Linked DNA regions of Zea mays: all the other regions are linked to region 2. Evidence: chromatin contacts called from public Hi-C data. All regions are on one chromosome and are shown on one strand. The core of a region is the stretch at or near the end of the contact, and the rest is flanking DNA. Distances in the headings are between cores, read along the strand shown. Region 1 holds the start of LOC100384816 (putative cytochrome P450 superfamily protein). Region 2 holds the start of LOC100285218. Region 3 holds the start of LOC103636098 (WRKY transcription factor 22).

Region 1 (5,012 bases), core at 2,431-4,930, 150 kb before region 2:
TAGGGTTTATTTTTCCAACTTATATATATATATAACTCTATTATTTCAAGAAAAGACTAAAGAGAAAAAGGAAAATAGAAGGTAACACCTGAATTTACATGGGTATCAAGAATGGAATTTTGATACTCGAAATTCAGGGTGTTACACCTGCTATATGAGTGTGATGAGTTACAATCTAGATCTAGTTTGTTCGATGCGTTTGACTTGTCCAAGTTTGCAGACTAAGCTAGGAGATAAGAACGCATGGATAGCCTCACTTGAGAAGGATGGCTTAGTGAGTGCACCTGAACCTACTCAGTATGCACTCTATGAGGGTTTGCAATAAGAGCTAAAGTCCCGCATACACAACATGACTCATACTGAGAAAGCAAACACATACCTTCGATTAGTCTTGAGCTAGGTGTATAGTAGTGAGCCCTAGTTGGGCATGATGGCCAGTCACTTCAGGAGGAGAATTGGTGACTAGGGTTAGGCTTTGGTGCAATGGAAGGGAGTGATGATTGTTATAACAAGATTGGTGAATTGAGCATGAGCCTCTCACATCCTTTTATATAGGTTAAAGTGGGTGCGAGCCTTGTTACAAGAGGCTAGGGTTGGGTGAAACAGGTAGTGGCCAGGCGACATTGTATACTTTATCACCCGTTGAGATTTCTATTGATCAAGTGACACTATGGATGTTGTCTACCTCTGTCCATCCTAGCACTGCAACCATGCGAGAGTCATCCTATCGTCGAGTGTTATGTTCTGTCACATCACACATTGGGCTAGTCAGTGGTCACTTTTGACTTTGCTATGCGGGAGTGGTTGAGTTGGTGTTAGTCTCCACGTCATGAGAAGTGGTGTATCCATTCTGACACGCCTACTCCCATGCTATCATTCTAGTTCTGCATCGTGTCAGAGGTTGACTCACACGTCCCATGTTCGTAGTGGTTGAGTCGGTATGAGCATGGGAATCCCGCGCTCGGGTGGTCGGGTGAAGTCTCTGGGTTCTCACCCTCGGGGTTGAGACAGGAAGAGCTTAAGACAGAGATGACTGAGTCCCTGACCCCTTCATGGTCAGGGGTTGGGCAAGGCGGAATGTAGGCAAAGGTTAGCCAAAACTCAAGACGAAGATGCTCGAGTCCCTAACCCTTCGTGGTCGAGGATTGAGAGAGCCTAGGTGATTAGAGGTTTGTTATTCATCCTTAACCCGCGTCATGTGATATCCATAATATATGTTCCCCACAATATTCTAAGTATACCACATAGTCTTTATCTCTAACTCTAGTAACTTTATGATTAGGATTCTAGGGACTTTGGAGCTTACATGAATCTTAGAGGATTTGGATGGATTGATTGTCAAGGGAGAAGGCTAGCCTGTAGGTGGTGATGGATAGTGGCGACATGAGACGAGAATGGGACACGACAGTAATAGCTAGACTGTGTCCATAGAGTCAACAATGGTGATTACATAGCATCGTTAGAGCTAGATGGGAGGCTATGGCGACGTGGGAGTTGGTTGAAGATAAAGACGATGAGGAGCAATAATCATATTTGATGGACTTTAGGGCCTAACTATAGTGGATAACAATAAATCCATGTAGGGCAAGAAAAGAGTCGCGGCTCAGCTCGGTGCGGCTCGGTGGCTGTCCGAGATTGGCTTGGCTCGTCCACTCAACAAGCTAAAGAATGAGGCTCGACTCGACTCGTGAGCTGCACCCTAATGCATATTTTTGCATTATATAGTGAATTAATAGTATGCAAATGTGGAATATAGAATCATTATTCAACATTACAAGTAATCTAAATTATGAATTATCATATATCCATTATCAAAGGCTAAGAAACAAGCTAAATATCTACAAAATAATTTAATATCCATCATTATTCTAAAGATTAATTAATTTGCATAGCCCACGAGCCGAAACGAGCTAACTCGAGCTGGTTCGCTGTACCAACGAGTTTAAAAACTAGCTTGGCTCGCTCGAGGTTTATAAGCAGCTTCGCAGAGCTCTAGTAGGATTACGAGATTCAAACATATTTTCGAACCCTAGATCTAAGACCTAGGAGTGGTTGAAAACCGAGTGGAGAGGTAGAGGTTGAAGGACGAGTGGTGCATTGGAGATTTGGGGTCACTACTTATATGTTCGTGCGAGTGAATAATGAAGAAAGAATATAAGATGGAGAGAGATTTGGTCATAAGTCCCTATTTTAGATCTATGGGGAAAAATCAAGTGACGATCGACCCACTATGACTGAAATAAAATAGATATATGCATCCCATTTTTTTTATCTTCTATCTTTATAAAAACAGAAAAAGTCTACATAATCCCCCCACTTTTAGAAAATAGTCTACTTCATCCTCTTATCTTCAAAACTAGTTGTTTAACCCTACTCAACTTTACAAAACCAAGAAAATAACCCCTAAGCGGCGTGGTTGTAGATGCTACTAGTGGTGTGTTGGCTGCTGACATGACATCTATGGCACTAGTTTTATCTATTTCAGTTCCGTAAAATGTCATTATACAAAGTTTATATAATTTTACACACAAGTTGGTAGTTAGATATTATATATGCACTATTTTTTATAGAATTTTAGGAGTAGCAGTTTAATTACGAAACGAGGTAACTAATACAATTACTAAACTATTAAATTTTGGTTGATTTTATTATGCAATTTAAATGGCCTTTTATCGATCATTAACTAAATCAATTTTACATTTATTTTTTAAAACACTTACCAAACAATAATAAACAATATCTGGTTTTTCCTTAACCATCCTCTCAGCTCAAATAACTTATACAAATATTTTTCAGAATTTCCCGAGGACTTTAAATGTGGAATCATATAAGTCCTTAGAAATATTTGTGTAAGTTATGGCTCCATATTTAAAGTCTTTAGAAATTTTAGAAGTATTTGTATAAGTTAATTTAGAAGACGAGGGTTGTGTAAAAGTTTGAGATGTTTTTATTACTATTTGCTAAGTGTTAAAAAACAAACGTAAAATTGATTTATTTAGCAATCAAAAGAAAGGCCACTTAAATTGCTTAATAAAATCAATCAAAATTTTAGTAGTTTAGTAATTGTATTAGTTACATATAGTAAAAGGTTTAGCGTATAAGAAATGAATCTGAGATAAAAAAGATTAACTTTTTCATGTAGTTTTTTATTTTTAGTAATTAATATGTTAATCTTAAAACTCCAAAACAAATTAGGGAAAATAAAATACCTGATTAATAACTTGTGTGCAGAATTATATATTTTTTGATACTGCTAGATCACATAACTGGAATAGATAAAATTAGTGTCCTTGTTGCAATGCCACATCATCAAAACTGCTCACTGAAACGGTCCAGTGTGTTATTTGTCCGATTTTCTAGAGTTGAAGGGTTAAACAATTGGTTTTATAGGTGAAGGGGTAAAATAAATTGCTATCTAAAGTTAAGAGGGTTAGATAGTTAGATTATCTCCGGCAGTCTTTCTATTCTATTCTTTAAGTTGTTCAGCTGGCCTCAATTTTTAGCACCGCGGCAACCACTATGGCTGCAAATATGAACTAGACTACATTGCCGAATAAGTCGCTTATCTCACTTCTATAAACTACATTTAGTAAACATCGCAGTCTATACTGTTGTCTATATACACGCTGAGCTGGATGTCTTACTTTGACTTTTCCATGGAAAGGAAATCAAGAGGATACTCTAGCTCAATAGCTCTGCCGCAGAGACTTGCTTTGCTTGACGTTCACTAGGTGCACCAAGAAGCCAAAGCCAATGGCGACTCTACCTCTGCTCCTGCACCTGCTATGGGAGGCCTCTCCGTGGGCCCGTGCAGGCGCGGCGACGGCCGCCGTGGTGCTGGTGTGGCTAGCGGCCTGGACGCTTGAGTGGGCGTGGTGGACGCCACGGCGGCTAGACAGAGCCCTACGGGCCCAGGGCCTCAAGGGCACCAGGTACCGCCTCCTCACCGGCGACGTGAGGGAGAACGCTCGGCTCAACCGAGAAGCCCGCACGAAGCCACTGCCGCTTGGGAGTCACGACATCATCCCACGCGTGCTACCCATGTTCCACAACGCGGTGAAGGAGAATGGTAATTTCTTTGTGTTCAGATCATTCCCAACATCCAAAATTTATTCCTTCTGTTTCAAATTATTGAAGGGAAATCATTTGTTGCGATATTTTTTTATTTTATGAGCCTATTCCATGCTATTTTTATCATATTTACTCCGTGAACGCTCAGAATAGTGCTGGGAATTGGGTCGGGCCAGCCCGGCCCAAGCCCATCGTGCTTCGTGCCAAACGGGTTCGGGCCAGTAAAACCCAAAAGATTTTTTGGCCGTGCCGTGCCAGACTGAAGTGTAAACAGTGGCCCAGCCCGGCCCTAAACCACGTCGTGCCTTCTTTGGGCCGTACCGGCCCAAGCCCGGGCCGTATATTTGACCACATAAAATCAAAATATTACAACCATATAAAGTTCATAGTTTACTAAATTAAAGATATTAAATAATTTTAGCATCATTTGACCACATAAACTCTAAATATAACAACAATATAAAGTCGATATCTTACTAAATTAAAGAAATTAAACAGATTGGGCTTAATTGGGCCGTGTTGGCCCAAGCCCGGTCCATGTATGTGGGCCGTGTCGGGGGCCCGACGGGTCGGAAATTGAGGCCCGACCCAAGCCTGTCTTCGGGGCGTGCTAGCCCGGCCCATATTATTTCGTATCGGGCCGTGCTTTGGGCTCCTATTTTCGGGCCGTGCTCGTGCTGGCCCGAAAAGCCCGGCCTATATTCCTAGCACTAGCTCAGAAGTACACGGGGTAAGATTATACAGGAGTTGAAACAGAAGTTCGTAATGTTTGGTTCAAAATTAGCTTGGGTACCTTTTATAGCTTTAACAATACAATTGTCCAATCACATGCAACAAGTATGATTGTATGCTGATGGATGAAAAAATTAACACAATTATCCAGTTACATCCCCCGCTTCAATTGAGCACATTAGAATCTTGCTAATGATGAAGAGCCTGCG
Region 2 (4,924 bases), core at 1,779-4,278:
TTTATTGCATATCGTAACATAAATGTGAGAAGGCTACAACTCATCTAAAGACCAATTTTGTGGTTCTTGTGGTGTCATGTGCTAGTCTGTTATGGGATCTTAATCCAAGGCGAAAGGGCCTCTAGCTGAGTTGGTTAGGTGGTCTGAGTAGCACTCCTTAAGTCCTGATTTCAATCCAGTGGGAGCGAATTTCAGGTTGAGGTTAAAAAAAGGTCACTCGCTGATTCCCCTGATTGTGTGCACATGAGATGGAGTGACCTATGGGGGGGATCCTCGCGTATGGGTATCTGACCTATAGGGGGCGGACCCTCATGTTGCACGGGGGCAGCTTTCGTGACCTTTCTCGGTTGGGGTTCCGATTGAGCTTCTTCTTAATATAATACCATGAGGGTGGTCTTTCCCCTACCGGACAAGTTTTTTAATCCAAGTAAGATTTTGTTTTTATGCATCCTACAAAGGTGCTCATATACTAAATCTCATATCCAAACCATATCTCTGGGAGTAATATGTGCACCTGTTGATGGACATCAGTCATAGACATTGTCAAATGGAGAAAAACTTTAATCGTTGCCAAAACAACAGCTCCATTTGCATGCTGAAGTCTATCCTCCAGCAGATTCATTATGTCAAATATTTCGTTATTATCAGATGGAAGGAACTTTGATGCCAACTCAAGAACAATACACTGTGCCCATTCACTGAACTCTTTGATCCTGCACGTAAAAATAGAGAACTCAAGAAAAATCACATTGGGATTATTTAACAGAAAATGCTCCAAAGCCAGGTTAAAACTCACTTGTTTAACAGGTAAAATACCACTGGCTTGCTATACAATGTCTCAATCTCTCTTGCTGCTGCCTCTGAGTTAGCAGCTTCTAGGGTCCAGATCTCCTGCAATGCATGTAGGCAATTGGCAACTACCTGCAAGTCACTGATATAATCAGCTTATCACAGAAAAGCACAGTATTCAACAAGATATCATCCAATCATTAATCAGTTGAACCAAAGCACCAGCTGCAATCGTTCAGAATAATACAATACCCCCTACAGGCTCATAGCTGAAACACAGAACTTACAAAACAACCTTTTAATGGAAGCCACATAACAAACATAAGCTCATTTAAGCAACTGAGTTTTGATGTTCCAAAAATGGACAACAATGGATTGGACCCATCATTAATCAGTTAAACCAAAGCACCAACTGCAATCGATCAGAATAATAAAATACCTCGCTGGTTCATAGCTGAAATGCCTTTTAACCGAAGCCACACGACAAACACAACTACATAAGATCATTTCAGCTACTGAGTTTTGATGTTCCAGAAATGAATAACGATGGATTTGTAAACTTGATGCTGATCAGGAAAACTCAAAAGTATCGTGCATATATAGCTTCTGCTATACATAGAAACAAATAGCCGTGAATTTCAAATTCACACTCATATTAGACAACTTGCAGGTATTGTACAAACACCACAGGTTAAATTGCCATGCAATTACAGTTTATGACATTGCAGGTTAAATTGTCATGCAAAACTAAAAGAACAGATTATATACAAGACAGGTTGAACTTTCAGACTGAATGATGTTATCAGACAATCTAAGCAAAAGGCAAAAAGAAAAATGGTGTTTACTTAATACTTTATAACCAATTAACCACAAAACTGTAGGTGGCTGAAACTTGCAACACAGCCAAAAAAAGGCAGATTGCAGTAGTTTTGTTGTTAAGGGAATAATCATGAATATGCAGCCACAGTAGCGACTTGCCCACTTTCATTCATCTATGTAATCAAACAAGCTGTAAACCAGACAGCTACGTGGTGCTCCCAATTTTATCAGTTCAACATGCAGTGCCTAAACTCAACCAGAGTTGGGTTCCGCTCCGTGTGCATCAAACACATATTTCCAGCTCCATGTTAAATCCACAGAATGCAAAAGGTTATTTTTTCACATGTTAAATCCACAGAATACAGATCAACAGTTTTCCATTGACTTAAGAGAAATAATTAGAATTTTGTCACTTGAAATGTTGCCTCCTTGCTATAATTACCCCTGAGTCTATGAATTGTGGTTCCATCTACGTCTATGAAATGTGGGCCTGATGGCAATTTTGCGAACGAGTTTCGTTGTAATGGCTAATATCAGATTCTTTATTGAGGAAGCAGCCGTTGAAACATATTAGCAATAATGTGATACGATTACTGCATAGCTTCACCAAGCAGTTCGTGCCAGGGTACTTCACCTGTGCGTCTGGATCGGAGAGCATGAGCGCCTTGAGCGAAGCCGGAAGGTCAGCATCAATGCAAGCTGTGGCAGATATGTGATACAACTTGGCAGCACCAACAGCAGCGATCGTCCGGACGTAGGCGCTAGGATCCTTCAGCCCGGTCGTGAGTGGCGTAACGAGATACTCGACAAGGTTGGGGACACGGAGGGAGCAGAGGCTGCGGAGCGCGAGGCCGCGAATGGTGGGGTCCTGATCACGGCAGTCCCGCTGGAGGAAGTTGATGGTCAGGAGTGCTAGGTCCGGGTGCGCGCGCGCGTGGGAGCCTACATAGAGATAGCACATCTTCTTGGTTACTACGTCGGAGGTGGCGGAGCAGAGCACCATCTCCCCGAACGCGGCCGACACGTCGATGCCGGCCGTCATGCAGGAGATCACCCTCTTGAAGACATCACGGCGCTGGTCGTCCGCATCGGGAGCGCGGCTCCCCGCCAGCTGCCGCAGCTGCTGCTTCAGATCTGCCACCTCGCTCTTCCTGCACTCACAGAGTCGTCAATTGCCTAGTTAGTTTAGGGTTCGGGAAGAGGGAGGTTTCGGGTGGCGGAGCGGGGGACAGAGGAAAACCCGGAAGGTTGGGAAGGAGAGGCAGACTTCGCCGCCGAAGGGACCGTGGGAGCCATGGCGGTGGTCGGCCGAGGCAGGTTGGATCTGGCCTCGCGTGGGGAGGAAGACGACTGCGACGAGCCGTGATGTTTGCTTTGCTTGGATCTGAGTTTGGGAATTGGGACTGTGGTCTGTGAACAGGGTAGCACTAGAGGCTGACAGGTGGACCATAAGCAAATACGCTTTCGTGGATGCACTATGAGTTTGCACTATGAGTTTCTATTATTCAACAGTAGAAAATAAAGAACATTTGGGAAAATAAAAGTTGTGACAACACGATGACAGGACAGTTATCAATACCGCTTATAAATTTTTAACTATTTTTTAATAATTTAAAGTTATTTAGAGTCTCATATATATGCTTTAGATTTATAGATTTTAAAATTCTAATTTATTAATTGTAAATGGTCTTGAATATGTTTATATGTTAATACCAAAGTTATGCTGCCAACCTGATCTACAGGTTTTATATTGATAAGATTTTTATTGAAGTTATTTAGTATCTCAAATATTTGTTTTAATTTGATAGATTTTAATATTCAAATTTTTAAAATTTTACAAACAATATCGAATGTAGATACACCGTATACCAAAGTTGCACTGTTTGACAAAATTTAAAAACTTCATATTCGATTTATTTCATTTGGTAGCGAAGTATTCAATAAAAGATTTCAAAATATTTATAAAAAAGAATCATATATACTCTATCAACACTTCAAATTATGATTTATTAAAATTCACGAAATCTAGTGAGACATTTTTTCTTCTGAGATTTCAGAAAAAGAAATCTGGGATTTCAAATGGTTTTGTAAAAATGTAGTTGTTTAGAATCTTATATTTACGCCATGTAGGATTCCATGAAGTTTTGGAGACCAACTAATTCTCTCTTGCTAATTGAGTATACTTTTGAACTTAAATGGAAAATCAAATGTGAAGGATATACGTATTGTCTGAAACTCAAGATAATCACTCTGTATTGGATATGTACAAATAAGAGAGAAATGGGCCACATGGGCCTTGTTAGTGAACTCTAGTTATGTGGGCCACATGGGCCAAGTAAGATATTCACAATTAAACACACGCTACACAACTTCCGCAGAAAACGGTCTTTGAAGTCCTAGCTTTTACTCCCTCTATCGCAAAATACTATTCGTTTTATCACTTGATTTTAATGTCTATATTCAAATAGATAGTGATAAATATAGACACATATATAAACCATATACATTAAGTAATGTATGAATCCACTAATTACCTAAAACGAATTTTAATTTAGGACGGAGGGAGTATTATTTACAGGTTGAGAAAATGGGATATAATTTCATTTTATAAGAAATGGAATGTGAACTTATGCTTGAGAGGATTTGTTTGTATCTAGAATTCTAGATGTCCACTATATATGATAACAAAAGCAAGCCACTAATTCAAGATGTCACACTTGTGGCGACTGAATAACTTCCTAAACGAATCCAGCACTCCAGTTGGGAACGGGCAGTGATTGCTTCTGCGAATTTAGCACAGACAACGGTTAATAAGCGTGACCTACTGGGCTTTTACTTTTTCTTCCTATCTAGGATCAAAACATTTTCCTCTCCCGATGTAGTGATAAATACTCCCTGCTCTTCTTGGTTCACATCAGAAAGGAATATCTCTGTTGGTGACAAATATGCTCTTCAGTGAGTCAGTGATCTGACGGAAAGGACGTGCTGCATAATTGTAGGGGTGCGGCTGATTTCACAGTCTGATGTTTTTTATTAGTTATGCAGTACCATGGAAAATGTTTTCTAGATACTAAACATCGTGTTTCTTTTCCTCGTATGGTTTTTGTTGTGTTCCTCGCCACAAAGAGGACTCAAACTGTTTATACTGAACAAAGAGGACTAAACTGTTTTCATGGGAGATCTGGAAAAAAAAAAGAAATGGCAAAATCCTCAGAGAAGAATCCCCTTCTCTCAACTCCTGGAAGGAGAAGTTCCTGAATACTCTTGGCTTTCTTCGCTTTGTGTACAACGTTCCTTTTCTATTTTTATTTTGGTA
Region 3 (4,843 bases), core at 1,372-3,871, 250 kb after region 2:
CCTATTTGGCATCAGCAGGAGCCCTCCTTCCGAAAAAATAGCTCTCAACAAAGAACACTTAAGCGACATGATACTTTTGGGGGAGAAGCCAAAGCCACAAAATATTGGCTCCGACCAGCTCCTTCCCTCCGCTCCCAGTCTTGTCTCTGTCCCACTGCCCCTTTCCCACTCCCCGTCCAGCGCTCGCCGCCCGACATCACTGGCTTGCACCCCGTCATTGCATCTCCAGTCTCCACCCACCGCCGTGGCCCCTCACCGGCCTTCGCCCCCATGTCTCAGCCCGGGGCGACGCCGGGTTATGGTTACCTGGTGCGCAGGCACAACGGTTAGGGTGACAATACGTTCTAAATTTTACACCGTAAAATGTAAGTATCAGATTAGAATCATACTATATTTTTATTCATATTTAAACTAAAAATAATATAGGATCCTAATAAATTATGAAGAAACATTTAGATCGCGATTCATTATCATCCCTAATCCGGTACATACAAATTTTATTAGTAAATTGGTTAATATTTACTGTATATGATATGAGATATTTACATGTTGCTTTGGTGGAATTTTGTTGCTAGCTTCGCTCCCGATCTCAGCCAGGCTATTTGGTCATCAGTCTTTATAATTTGTCATGGCCATAAATTGTTCAACTATTATTTGTAAGTACACACATAAGGTATCCGTGCAAATGGCTACACATTGCACTATGGATATTTACCTTATATATCAAATAAAAATACAAGAGGACTCGTTTTGCTAAACAATTTATTAAAAAAGCATTGGCTCGTGTGGAGGAGCTGCAAGCCAGAGTCATTTTTAAAAAAGTCGAAGCCCTACCAAATAGGCCCTAACTATTAAGGAATCTCATCAAGCAGCATTCTAGTAGACAAGGGAGATAAGTTGGGGAGTAATCAAGGCCTTAGGAAGCAATACGAGATTGATCAAATGAAACCAGTTTTGTATGCTTTAATTATCGAAAGCATAATATATGCTCAAGTATGTTCTCGTTCATAACCACCAGAATATCTGGCAGTTTTCATAAGAATCTAGTGATAGAACACTAGAAAAATGTTAAGAAAGTCTTACAGTATTTGCAAGGCATAAACAGTCTCATGTTAACATACATAAAATTAACTAGCCTTAATATTATAGGATACTCAGATTTGGATTGTACATGGTGTGAAGAAGATAGAAAGTTCATGATTGATTTCATATTCACACTCAGAGAAAGAGCTATATCATGGAAAAGCTCAAAACAAACTATCACCACATCATTCATAATGTAATATCGAGTTTATTGCATCTTATAGGGCAACATGGCATGGTATGTGCCTTAAGAAGTTTGTACCTAGTTAAAAAGTGGTAGACAACATATGAAAACAACTGGAGCTATACTGAGATAATAAACCAACAATATGTTGCTTCTATAACAAGAAGTCAAGTGCTACTGCTAAACACATTGACATTAAGTATTATGTTGTAAAGGAGAAATTCCAAGATCAAATAATTGAACATTAGGATATAAACACAGTGTAAATGCTTTCAGATCTGCTCACTAAAAGACTCTCAGTTATTTCGCGGTGATCACCGAAAAATCAGGAAGCCGCTCGGAATTTGCCAAATTTCGCAATTCCTGAACGGTTTGAGATTTGAAATTTAAAAACGGTATTCAATTTGTCGATTTACCAACTGGAAATGCTGAATAAATTGGAAAAATAAAAAAACTCGATAAGATTTCTTCATAATTTGTTTAAATCACGCTACACATGAATTTTCGAACGACAATTCTTCATATTTTTTGTCAACTATAGCGTCCGGCGTCGGGCCGGCGCGCGCGTCGTTTTCGTGTCCAAAACCAAAAGGGCCTCATAAACTACGGGATCCATGCAGCAGTGCAGATCTCTGCCCTTTGACATTCGCGCAGGATCAGATCGGACCGAGAATAACTGACGCCTGCAGTCAAGCGCGACCAATCATGGGGACTGAAAAAGAAATATATTGAATTAGTAAAAGAGGATGCAACTGTAAAAACGATTCTTCGTCATCATCGTATTATAATTCCCGGTTTATTCCCACGCCTCGGTCGGCCTGCAGCCTTCTTTTATGGCACGGGTGGGAGGGGGGCTCGAATCTTCCGTTCCCAGCTCTATCTCTCTCCTCCCTTTTGACATTTGGAGCAGAGTCAAAAGAACGACACGAAAAAGCTTACCAAGGGCGGCGACGACGACGACGGACGAGGGCCCCGGACCGCCCCCATTTTGACAGGTGTACTTGGCGACACTGTAGCAGCAGCATGCTTCCAGAAACCAGCCGCAACAATTTTTTAAAATGCGCTCGCCGAGGGGTAAGGATGCAAATCCGGGCGTGATCTTTTTTTTTTTTTTTTGCTTGTCCCTGCCGGCTGCCGCTGCCTGCCTGCCTGCCTCCGTGTCCACCGCTTGCATCGGGTTGACTTCTCATCGCATCCTATCGCAAGTTCGGGTTGAGCACTTGAGCACGAGGTTGAGCCCCCGCGCCGTGCCGCGTCAATGCGGACTGCCCCGGGTTTGCGCGTCCAAATACTCTCACGCGTATAGTAGATAATACACATATATACTACGCGCATATATGCGCGCGTGCTGGGGGCCGTGGGGCCCTACTGGACTACCAGTTCCAAAAGTCAACCCCACCCCACCCCCTGCTCGCCAGTCCCCCGCATACGGTCAGGAGCAGCGTCCCTCCCTCCGCCTCGTCGAAGCCGGTCGTGGTTTCATGCGCGACGTGCTGCTGCGCATGGCGGAGCACTTCAACGACTGGGACCTGCAGGCGGTCGTCAGGAGCTGCGGCGGCGTCGCGCACGCGGGCCCGCCGCCGGAGCCCGCCGACGCGGCCACCGCACCCGCGGCGCCGAGGGGAGACGAGGCGCCGGAGCGGGTGCCCGGCGGCGCGCGTGCCACGCCGGCGGTGTCTGCCCGGAGACAGGAACGGGCGCCGCCGCCCGTGGCGCTCCTGTGCGACCTGGAGTACCTGGATTCGGACCACAAGCCGTTCCTGCTGCCGGTCGCGCGGCCGTCGCCGAGGCCGCGCGTGGGGGGCGGCGGCCACGGGAGTGAGGTGATGATCTCTTTCCCCGCGGGGGCCGCATCCACGTCCGGGGTGCAGCAGAGGGCATCGTCGCCACGCCGCAAGCCAGGCGCGCGCACGCCGCGGCCGAAAAGAAGGTACCGTAACCGTAGCCGTACCGATGCTGTGCGCTCAGCTCCATTTATGCAAGATTCCTTTTTTTATTTAGACTTGTTTTGCGCGCGCGCATGATTTGGTTAGAGAAGAATGAAGTGCGATGGCTTATTGCTTTCCGTTTCCTCCCTGCTTGTCGTATGACATATGACAGCAAGAAGAGCCAGCTGAAGAAGGTGGTGCGCGAGATGCCGGTGGCCGACGGCAGCTCGTCGTCGCCGGACCCGTGGGCGTGGCGCAAGTATGGCCAAAAGCCCATCAAGGGCTCGCCTTATCCGCGGTAACTACGTTGTTTTTTACTTTGACCTCGCCTTCCATACTGCGTGCTTGCTAGTGTTAGGAGCTTTGATAATTCAGCCACAAGACAATTCGACAGCAGTAGTGCGTGCTTGCAGTCGACATTGTGGCCGCTGAGGCGCTGACCCGCAGGGCTCACCGAACTAATAATGCTCCGTTGCGATTCGAATCTGTGACCGCAGGGGGTACTACAAGTGCAGCAGCATGAAGGGGTGCACGGCGCGGAAGCTGGTGGAGCGCAGCCCAGCCAAGCCCGGGGTGCTCATCGTCACGTACATGGCCGAGCACTGCCACCCCGTGCCCGCGCAGCTCAACGCGCTCGCGGGCACCACTCGCCACAAGCCGTCGTCCGGCGCGGCCACCGAGCTGCACAGCGCGGCCTCCTCTCCCAGTAGCCACGAGCAGGGCCAGACAGTCGAGAAAGCGGCCGGCCTTCGAGAGCGTGGCATTGGCAACAACGAGACTTCGAATTCAACAATGGCCGGCGAGTTTGGCGGCGAGGAGATAGCGGCCGTCGATGACGAGGACGAGTTCTGGCCCGCGGAGATGGACCTGGACGAGCTCTTGGCGCCCGTGGACGGCGACTTCGATTTCGAGCACGTCATAGAGGAAGATGGTGTACTGGGACGGCGGCGGCCGCAGAAAATTTGCCCTTAACGCCACATGCTCCCATGTTCATACACATAGCGGCTGATTGTTTTGCTACGCGCGCGCACCCAGGCACGCGCGAGCATTACCAGCTGGGTACGTTTATTTGTAGAATATGGTAGATGTAAGTAAATAGTCTTAAAATAGCTTATTTTGTATCTGTTCATGTGGTTAGTATTCCTCACGTATATTCCATCAAACTGACGTTCAGTGAAAATCAACACATACGGTTGCCTATAACAAGATAATACGAGTAGCAAACTGAAAACAACTTTGGCGAACGACGGATCTCTCGGAGGTTTTCGATTAGGATTCAATCCCCTCCGGTTTAGATAAAACCGAACCTACCCTAGGTAGGGCGATGTAACTGCAATTTGCAATAGAGGAAGCACTCAGACACGCTAGACAGAAAGGTTACAAACGCATAGGCTTTAGTTAAGCTGCTTTTGAAGCCAGTAAACAAAAAGTAAAAACCAGAAATAAAAAAGTAGAAACCAGAAGCTGCTTGTCAGAAGCAGCTACTTTTAGTTATTGCAGATCCTGTTTTTTGTTGGTTTTCTACTTTCTAAAATAGCGAAATGAAACTAGAGAACAATTGCAGGTTTCAAGAAAATGAAAAAATAGAGACACGTGTAAGTTTTATGCTTGTTTAAATTAAACAGCATACACCTTTTTCACAACCCAC

What was found. A called contact is a pair of places that touch in the nucleus more often than the background predicts.
Region 1: a contact with region 2 is called in a Hi-C map of leaf, with 4 times the contacts expected there. The contact joins the promoter of LOC100384816 here to the promoter of LOC100285218 in region 2. A contact is called at or near these places in 9 of 25 Hi-C or Micro-C datasets (bundle sheath, ear, leaf and 2 more).
Region 3: a Hi-C map of ear shows a contact between it and region 2, with 2.8 times the contacts expected there. The contact joins the promoter of LOC103636098 here to the promoter of LOC100285218 in region 2. A contact is called at or near these places in 7 of 25 Hi-C or Micro-C datasets (ear, leaf, leaf mesophyll and 2 more).

Annotation. Positions count from the first base shown.
Region 1 is chr8:149,425,718-149,430,729 of Zm-B73-REFERENCE-NAM-5.0, reverse strand. LOC100384816 (putative cytochrome P450 superfamily protein) reads left to right here and starts at 3,680. Exons shown (of 5, transcript NM_001177258.1): 1 at 3,680-4,069. The coding sequence starts at 3,754.
Region 2 is chr8:149,278,967-149,283,890 of Zm-B73-REFERENCE-NAM-5.0, reverse strand. LOC100285218 reads right to left here and starts at 3,028. Exons shown (of 11, transcript NM_001158112.2): 1 at 2,849-3,028; 2 at 2,243-2,759; 3 at 797-921; 4 at 515-713. The coding sequence starts at 2,904.
Region 3 is chr8:149,027,684-149,032,526 of Zm-B73-REFERENCE-NAM-5.0, reverse strand. LOC103636098 (WRKY transcription factor 22) reads left to right here and starts at 2,621. Exons shown (of 3, transcript XM_008658464.3): 1 at 2,621-3,197; 2 at 3,368-3,493; 3 at 3,693-4,318. The coding sequence starts at 2,749. The coding sequence ends at 4,167.